Regions from separate parts of the Macaca mulatta genome. Here region 1 is linked to region 2. Evidence: chromatin contacts called from public Hi-C data. All regions are on one chromosome and are shown on one strand. The core of a region is the stretch at or near the end of the contact, and the rest is flanking DNA. Distances in the headings are between cores, read along the strand shown. Region 1 holds the start of ZDHHC5 (zinc finger DHHC-type palmitoyltransferase 5). Region 2 holds the start of TMX2 (thioredoxin related transmembrane protein 2).

What was found. A called contact is a pair of places that touch in the nucleus more often than the background predicts.
Region 1: a Hi-C map of liver shows a contact between it and region 2, with 3 times the contacts expected there. The contact joins the promoter of ZDHHC5 here to the promoter of TMX2 in region 2. A contact is called at or near these places in 2 of 14 Hi-C or Micro-C datasets (CD4 T cells and liver).

What each region holds. Positions count from the first base shown.
Region 1 is chr14:15,725,343-15,730,023 of T2T-MMU8v2.0, forward strand. It overlaps ZDHHC5 (zinc finger DHHC-type palmitoyltransferase 5), which reads right to left and starts at 2,867. Exons shown (of 12, transcript XM_015114147.3): 1 at 2,737-2,867. It overlaps LOC144334210 (a long non-coding RNA gene), which reads left to right and starts at 2,199. Exons shown (of 2, transcript XR_013403802.1): 1 at 2,199-2,256; 2 at 3,611-4,010.
Region 2 is chr14:15,681,519-15,685,803 of T2T-MMU8v2.0, forward strand. TMX2 (thioredoxin related transmembrane protein 2) reads right to left here and starts at 1,343. Exons shown (of 8, transcript NM_001195759.1): 1 at 1,155-1,343. The coding sequence starts at 1,343. MED19 (mediator complex subunit 19) reads left to right here and starts at 1,747. Exons shown (of 5, transcript XM_001101030.5): 1 at 1,747-1,996. The coding sequence starts at 1,780.

The sequences.
Region 1 (4,681 bases), core at 1,617-4,116, 45 kb after region 2:
CTAAAAATACAAAAATTAGCCAGGCAGGCGCCTGTAGTCCCAGCTTACTCAGGAGGCTAAGGCAGGAGAATCACCTGAACCCAGGAGGCAGAGGTTGCAGTGAGCCACTGCACTCCAGCCTGGGCGACACAGCAAGACTGTGTCTCAAAAAAGAAAAAAAGAAAAGAAAAAAAAAAATTCAGAAGATTCAGATAACAAAATATAAATGTGTCCTATAATTTACCGCTTCCTCTCTCACCTGTGGCATGGAAAGCAAAGGTGCCTTCCCTTATGATTCATTTCTTTCTTTAAAATGTGAGTTTCAGAGGGCCAAACAGCAGTATTAGAATACAGTGAGCGCCCAGAAATTCTAAGAAATTGTTATAGTCCTAGAAAACATAAATCCTCTCTAGTCCCTGATTTAATGATTATTTAACTCTCAGTTTCCTACAGGAATCAAAGCCTAACATTTGGAATGTAGGCCTCGGTAACTTTGTTAACAAAAGCAAATTCTTGGTTTGTAGACAATCTGTACTTTGTTTTTTTTAAACAGTTTCCCTCTATCACCCAGGCTGAAGTGCATGTCACTGCAACCTCCACCTCCCCGATTCAAGCAATTCTCCTGCCTTGGCCTCCCGAGCAGTTGGGATTACAGGAGGGCACCACGACGCCCAGCTAATTTTGTATTTTTAGTAGAGATGGGGTTTCACCATGTTGCCCAGGCTGGTCTCGAACTCCTGACCTCCAGGTGATCTGCCCACTCACCCAAAGTGCTGGGATTACAGGTGTAAGCCACCCTGCCCAGCCAATATGTACTATTAAAGAAACTTTTCCCTCAAAATCCCAAAGACTAGAAAAGATGGAAAATTACACTAAATTTTATCTAGAGTAGAATATCATTTAGATACTATATATTATTTCATATATTTTCCACAGGAAAAAAGTCACATGGACTAATACTGACATAGCAATACAGAGTCATGAAAGGCCATGCAATTTTGGGAGTATAATACTGGGAATACAAAAGAGATCCACATCTGAGATGCTTGGGGGGGCTACACAATAGAAGGGAAACCATAAAACCTAAGAATTTACTGCGTATAAATAAAGATGAACCAATTCTTAGCAGAAGGATATGCTGCAGATAGTAGGATGAAACCACAAGGGTGAGCGTGGTTCATCAGAGTCAAGAGTCCGAATCCATACTAGTATCAAAAAAGTAAACAAGAATATGTATGCCGGCCAGGCGCGGTGGCTCATGCCTGTAATCCCAGCACTTTGGGAGGCTGAGGCGGGCAGATCATTTGAGGTCAGGAGTTCGAGACCAGCCTGGCCAACATGCCAAAACCCTGTCTCTACTAAAAATACAAACAAATGAGCAGGGCGTGATGGCGCACGCCTGAAATCCCAGCTACTAGGGAGGCTGAGGCACAAGAATCGCTTGAACCCGGGAGGTGGAGTGAGCCAAGAACGCAGCCACTGCACTCCAGCTTGGGCGACAGAGCCAGACTCCGTCTCAGAAAAAAAAAATAATAATAATATGTATGCCATATTGAGGCACAGAGTAAACTATGAAATGGAAATATGTATATGTAAAACAATACAGGATATGTGGTTTGAAGGCTTTAATAAGGTTTAATACAGGTATTTCCTTAAACAGGTGGATACCAGCAGTACCAAGGACAACACAACTATTTTTTGTTGAAATAAGTGGTGTAACAGTAATAGAGTAAATCTAAATACACAGTAATGGAGGTACCATGGAATAATTCACATGTCAAGGTATGGGAGAAAGAGCCAAGAAGTTTAATGTGGGTGTTATCATTATATACCGAGATCGTAAAATACATGGCAATATAATTTTGTAAACATTAAGTTTATAGAAAGGGTGATAATGAGCATTCTGAAGATATTTGATCCAGGACAGAGGAATACTGAGATAAAAGGATGATATGAAAATGTTAGATCAACTTGCTCAAGATGGCATTAACCAGGAAGTGAAGAATCCAAGGCAGAAAAATAGTCTAGAGTATAACATATATGTGACCCTACAACTGCCTTCGTAACTTTTAGCAACTTTCTTACTTCTTATTTCAGTGTTTCATTTGGCCAAGTGGGTAAAACACTTTCCACCTCCCTGCCCCAAAAAGAAATTTACATAGGTAAAATATTGACAAACGCATTCGAGTTCCACTTTAAAAAGTACAAAGTACTAAAAGCATGGAGCACTCGGCTGGTGGCGGCAGGAGGAGGACGCGGACGGGTGAGAGAGAACAGGTAACAGAATGAAGCTTGAGCCAAAATAAGTATCAGCAGAGTGGAGCGAGGGAATCGAACCGCAGAGCGGTAAAAGGGAAACAGCCCCCGGTCCCCACCACCGGACGGGGGCAAAGAGAATCACCCGTTCGGGCAGGACTGACGACCGCTGAAACCGAGGAGAAGGAATCCACGGCGGCCAGGCCCACCGAGGTTAAGAGAGCGGGCAGCGGGGACCGCAGAGCCCGAGGGCGCAGGGCCGGGGGCGGAAGGGGCGGCGGCTGGGCGCCAGGCACCGGGGACCGTGGTCTCGAGCTGAGTGGCCGGCTCTAATCCGTTCCGAGCCCTGGTGGCCGTAGATCCCCGGCCTCTACTCGTCGTCCGTTTCCAGGGCCCACGGGTCCCGCCGCGGTTGGAAGACCCGGCCCGGAGGAGAAATGGGGCCTTAACCCCCTCCCCGTCGTCGGTCCCCCTTCCCTAGAGGTCACCCTCCCCTCCCACCTCACTGGTCCGGCACTTCCGGTTCCGCAGGCACCGGTGTCCTCGGCACTCACCCCCTAGCCCGGTGCTCGTCACCACCACCGTCGTTGTCACCGCCGCCTCCCGGCAGTGCCGTCCTGCCTCAGAGAAGCAGCGCGCGGCCCCCGCACGCTCCACGCCCGCCCCGCTGCCGCGCGCTCCCGCCAGGCGACGCTCGACTCGGAGCCGGCGCGCGGCCGTTGCCCTCAGTGCCGGGTCTCGAACCCTTCCAGCGTTCCCATTGGTTCCCTGGTCCGGACTCGCGCGACGTCTCGCGCGGCGCACGTTTGTCTCATTCATGCGGCTCGCGCTGCCGCGCCCACCCCCGCTCACTCTCCCATTCACCCATATCCCCCACCCCGACTCCGATCTGGGGCGTGCGCGCGAACCCTGGCGACCGGGGCGACCTCGCGTTCTGATTGGCTGCAGCAACACAGCGTCGTACGCACTCGAGGAGACGAGAGCGCGCACGTAAGGCCGTGGGGTTGCGGGGACGACTAAGAGACAGGGATTGGCCTAATGCACAGGAGTCAGGAATGAGGAAATGGCCAGGCGAGTCTTCCCTTCTCCTGCGTCCTGTTGTATTCCCACTGAATCCAAGCAAAAACTCTCGGAAAGAAGAAAAGAATTATGTGTGTGTACTGGAAGTACTCAAAAGCAAGCAGCCACCTTCTCGAATTCAGCAACCCCTCTCCCAGTGAGGTGGTACAGTCCAGACAGGCTTCTAGCGCAGCCAATTACTGACGGAGTTTCGCCGCTTCCTGCTTCAGCCCCTTCGCGGCGGATTGGCCAACCATTTGGCGACTAGGCCTGCCTTTTCTCCTTCCCACCTCCTTTTTTTTTTTTTTTTTTCCAGACGGCGAAAACTTTATTTAAAACAATCTTGCTGGAGAAATCTTCAGTCCGGCGAGGTCGCTGGTCCAGGCAGAATCCAGGATGATGGAATGCTCTGGGCTTTGGTCCCACATGAAGGGGACGCCCGGACTTGAAGAGCCATTGTAGGGCGAGTCTCCTGCCAAGGGCCGGGGAGGGAGATAAAGAAGAGCAGGCGCCAGCCTTGGAGCCGTAGCGCTAACCGTGAGAGGGAAGCCTAAGGAGCGCGCGACCTGAGGCGGTGGCAGCACGCTCCCGCACCCGGCGTGCGAGCCGGGAGGTGAACTCTCTGAATTCCATTAGTTTCCCACTGCCACAGGTGGAGTGGGCGCCCGCATCCCTCACCTCACCCAATCCGAGAATACAAAGCTGGAAGCAAAAGGTTCTCTAGGTCCCTGGCGAGCTCACTCTGCATAGGTCACAGTGCTACGCTTTGCCCTGATTAGCCCAAGACAGCTGTGAACCCAATAGCAATGCCACGTGTTCTCTCCCCGTTCAGTTCGAGGCTGTTTCTTTTTTGGAAAGCAACTCTGGCTATTACATAATGGCCCCTCAGAAAGGTGTTTCACGAGCCACTTCCCTGAAGCCGAGGCCCCTCACCTGTCTGTAAAATCCTGCCTGTCCTCGGGTTTGGTCTCAAATGTTGCTGGCTTTACTGTGGTTCTGACACTTTAGTATTAGGCAGCAAGGTAAAGGAGAACTACCTTCTCCTGTTTTCTGGAGTCTAGTTCCTTCTCTGACATGGTATATATTATCAATTCTAGTTTATTCTTGTTAACAGAGTCAAACCAGCATTTATTGCAACACACTTGAGAGTTCTTTATAACGACTTTGTATTTTTAAAACTCTTTAGACCTGGCCTGGCGTGGTGGTTCACGCCTGTAATCCCAGCACTTTGGGAGGCCACGGCGGGCGGATCACGAGGTCAGGAGTTCGAGACCACCCTGGCCAACATAGTGAAACTCCGTCTCTACTAAAAATACAAAAATCAGTCGGGCATGGTGGGGGGCGCCTGTAATCCTAGCTACTCGGTAGGCTGAGGCAGGAGAATTGC
Region 2 (4,285 bases), core at 93-2,592:
TCTGGTCTCTTCCCTGAGTTTTCATTAACTTAACTCATAGTACAGGAAGAAAGACTGAAGCCTGTCAACACACCCGGACAGATTTTTGTCAGAAACCACTGTCTGCTTTGCAGGCCCAACAGTCATTGTCCCACGCCACTGTATGTTCTCCAGGCCACTGAATCACCCTAAAAGTCATTTACAATCCACCTTAAAATCACCCACATTTCCCCATCTCCCATACTCCTATGAAGAAGGGTATATAAGCCTCTGTACCCCACTGGGTCATTCTCCTTCAATTCCCTCATGCTATGCACGTTAAAATAAAATTTCTGTGCCTTTCTCCTATTAACGTGCCCTTTGTCGGCTGATTTTTCAACAAACCCTCAGAGAGCTAAGGGGAAGCTTTGCCTTGGCCCTTACATGCTATATAGCAGAGGGTAAAGTGCTTTAAGTTCATGTTCTGAGCAGTCCCTCCACCCATTCCAAGGAAGCACAGCAAGGAGCTTGGGACACTTCTCAAAGAAAGCCCAAAGATTTCTTTACAACTTATTTTTTACAATTCCTTTACAGTAGCCCCAAAATTTTATCCACTTTCGCATCCTCAGGATCAAGCAGAGTGCCTAGAGTGTACACTCTAGAAATGCTGATTGAATTAAGAAACGGCTGACAGTGTGTGCAGGTAGTGTGGCCACAAGAATAGTTTCAAGTCCCAGGCACTCATTAGTTGCATGACCTGGGGCAAGTCGCCTAAATATACCAAGATCCATTCCTTCACCAATGAAACAGGACTACTACTACTTGCCTTCCCTACCTTACTGGCTCCTCAGGAGGCTTTACATAATGAGCGGCACTGTAAGATGCTATACACGTATATGTACAGTTTTGACAGGGCTGTTTCTTAGTCTAAATGGTGAAATGGAAAGAAACCTGGACTCAACAGTCAGAAGCTGTTGGGCCGTTGTACAGGGCTACGACTAACAGGTTCCGTTTTCCCATATTAAACACAAAGTTTAGTCTCGACGATGTTTCGGACTCTGCACTTTACAGTCTGTTAAATCCGCTACAGGCTCGGAACCTCAGGTGTCCTCAGAAAGGTAAACCCCAGGGTTCCCAGATGCACCTGCAAGGGCAGGGACAGTCAAGGTCGCGGTACTGAGACGCGGGACGCTCACCCAGTCAAAGTCACACGGGTTACCGTCTTCGCGTTGGGTGGGCAAACCGTGGCAGAGTGGCGGCAGTTTCCTCACGAGTAGGAAGGCAGCAGAGAGCAGGGCCGACAGAAGGTAGTAAGGTTGGGCAAGCCATCGTGAAAGTCGCGGCACCGAATACACCAGAGCAATTAGAGGAGCCAAGACCGCCATCTTTTCGGCCGCAAGGGCCACTGCTCACCGGCGTCGTAGGTCCGGCCCCGCCTCCCCCACCATAGCGACTGCTATTGGGCTACATCTCAAACGTACGGCCTCTAAACCCGGATGTAGTTCTGTCAACGCTGTGGTATGTCAGAACCCAAAAAAGAACTTAATATCTTATTGGTTGGTCTAGCTGTCGCTTTATCAGCTTAAGTCATTTTATTGGACTGTAGCTAACGTAGCTAGCAGAAGACTCTAATAAGGTTAAATAGCACTTCCTGAACGTTCTCAGAGAGCGACGGAAGTAGTTGTTGAAACAAGGTAGGCGGTGCCTGAGGCATCCAATGACAAGCGGTTCCTTGAGAAAGAGGTGGGTATTCCTTAAAGGCATTGTCCAATGAAAATTACCAACGCCAGACACCGAGACAGCGCCGGGGCGGAGGGGACGATGGAGAATTTCACGGCGCTGTTCGGGGCTCAGGCTGACCCACCACCGCCCCCAACCGCACTAGGCTTCGGACCAGGAAAGCCTCCACCCCCGCCACCGCCTCCTCCGGGCGGGGGACCCGGCACGGCTCCGCCTCCCACCGCGGCCACGGCCCCTCCCGGCGCGGACAAGTCAGGAGCTGGCTGTGGCCCTTTTTACCTCATGAGGGAACTGCCAGGTGAGTACTCGGCCTTGCCAAAGCCAGCCAATCAAATCTTAGAGAGGAGGTGTTGGGCGTGGCTCTCAGCCGGCTAACGGAGGTGCGAGGTAACCTAGGCAACGCATACCCGGACTGTGGAGCCCTAAGTCGAAAGGGCTATTAGGATTCACAAGCAGAGGGATGAGTTGAATTCAACCAAAGGGATGAATGGCGGGGAGCGGGGTGGTGCATCTCCGTGACTGTCTTTTGCACCATGTCCAGGCTGTGTTCCTGACACTGGTTTATGTCTCCCTAAAAAATGATCTAGGGCTGGGCGCAGTGGCTCACGCCTGTAATCCCAACACTCTGGGAGACGGAGGCGGGCGAATCACCTCAGGTCAGGAGTTCGAGACCAGCCTGGCCAACATGATGCAACTCTGTCTGTACTAAAAACACAAAAATTACTTGGGCGTGGTGGCGTATACCTTTAATTCCAGCTACTCGGAACCCGGGAGGCGGAGGTTGCATTGAGCCGAGATTGCTCCACTGCACTCCAGCCTGGGCGATAGAATGAGACTCCGTCTCAAAACAAAAACAAACAAACAAAAAATCAAGAGTTTGAGTTTGGAACTCGAGAGGCCTGATTTAATATCTTTGGGGACCTAAAGTTTTAGTTACAAGTCTCCCACAGACTTGCTGTGGGTTTGGGGCAAGTTGCCACTCTTCCAAGATTTCTGCGTTTCCTGGTGTCATCAAAGAAGGGGTAAGAATCGAACCAAACTCTTTTCATTCAAAAAATTATTTTGTTGAGTACCTATGTACCAAGCACTTTTCTAAATGCTGGAGATACAGTTGTGAACAAGACTGACAAGATGCTTGCCTTTTTTGGAATGTACATTTCAGTGTAGGAGGCATTGTAAACAAGATAATGTCAGAGAGTGGTTAATGCTAGGAAGAGAAAACATTATAAAAAATTGAAGGTGGCCAGGCGCATTGCTCACGCCTGTAATCCCAGCGCTTGGGTAGGCTGAGGCAGGAGGATCCTTTGAGCCCAGGAGTTTGAGACCAGCCTGGGCAACATGGCGAGACCCAGTCTCTACAAAACATACAAGATTAGCCGGCCGTGGTAGTGCTTGCCTGTAGCCCCAGCTACTCAGGAGACTAAGGGAGGAGAATTGCTTGAACACAGGAGGTCCAGGCTGCAGTGAACCAAGATTGTGCCACTGCACTCCAGCCTAGGCAACAGATGAGACCCTGTCTCTTAAAAAAAAAATTGAGGGGCAGAACTACTTTAGCTAGAGTGGCCAGAGATGCTCTCTCCACATAGCTAAAATTTGAACTAAAATGTAAGCATAGACAAAGGGCCAGCCAGCTATGGACAGGAGGGAGAGATAATTCTAGATACAGGAAATGAGGTCAGAAACCCTGATGTGAGAAAAAGCTTAGAATATCTGAGGGACAGAAAATCAGTTGGACTCCAGTGAAGTGAACAAAAGGAAAGAGTGTTAGGAGAGAGATGAAGCTGGGAGAGTTAGGCAGAGGCTTTTATAAAGCAATAAAGGCATTTAGATTGTAAATACAAAAGGAAGCCATTTAAAACAATTTTTTATAGAGACAAGGTCTCACTGTGTCACCCAGGCTGGACTGCAGTGGTACAGTCATAGCTCACTGTAACCTCCAATTCCTAGGCGCATGCTGTCCTCCCACCTCAGCCTCCCAAGTAGCTAGGACTGCAGGCATGTGCCACCACAGTTGGCTAACTTAAAAATTTTTTGTAAAGACTGGGTCTTACTGTGTTGCCCAAGCTGGTCTTGAACTCCTGGCCAATGACAGTCCTCCCACCTTGGCCACCCAAAGTGCTAGGATTATAGGCCTGAGCCACTGTGCCCAGCCAAGGAAAGCCATTTTAACATAGGAACTTGGTCAAATGTACTTATTTAGAGAAGTAAATGGATACAGGGTGTTAGATGTAGAGCTGACAGGGTTGAAAAGCTGAATATAGAGCCAGGTGCTGTGGCTAACGCCAGTAATCCCAGCACTTTGGGAGGCTGAGGTGGGAGGACTGCTTGAGCCCAAAAGTTTGAGACCAGCCTGGGCAATATAATGAGACCCCATCTCTACAAAAAATAAAAGTAAATTAGCTAGGGATAGCAGCGTACACCTGTAGTCTCAGCTACTTAGGAAGCTGAGGTGGTAGAATCACTTGAGCCCAGGAAGTTGAGGCTGCAGTGAGCTGTGATTGTGCCACTGTGCTCCAGCTTAGATGATAGAGGAAGAAGCTGTCTCAGTTAAAAATACATATTGTATATAGAAGTGAAGGAGATAGAG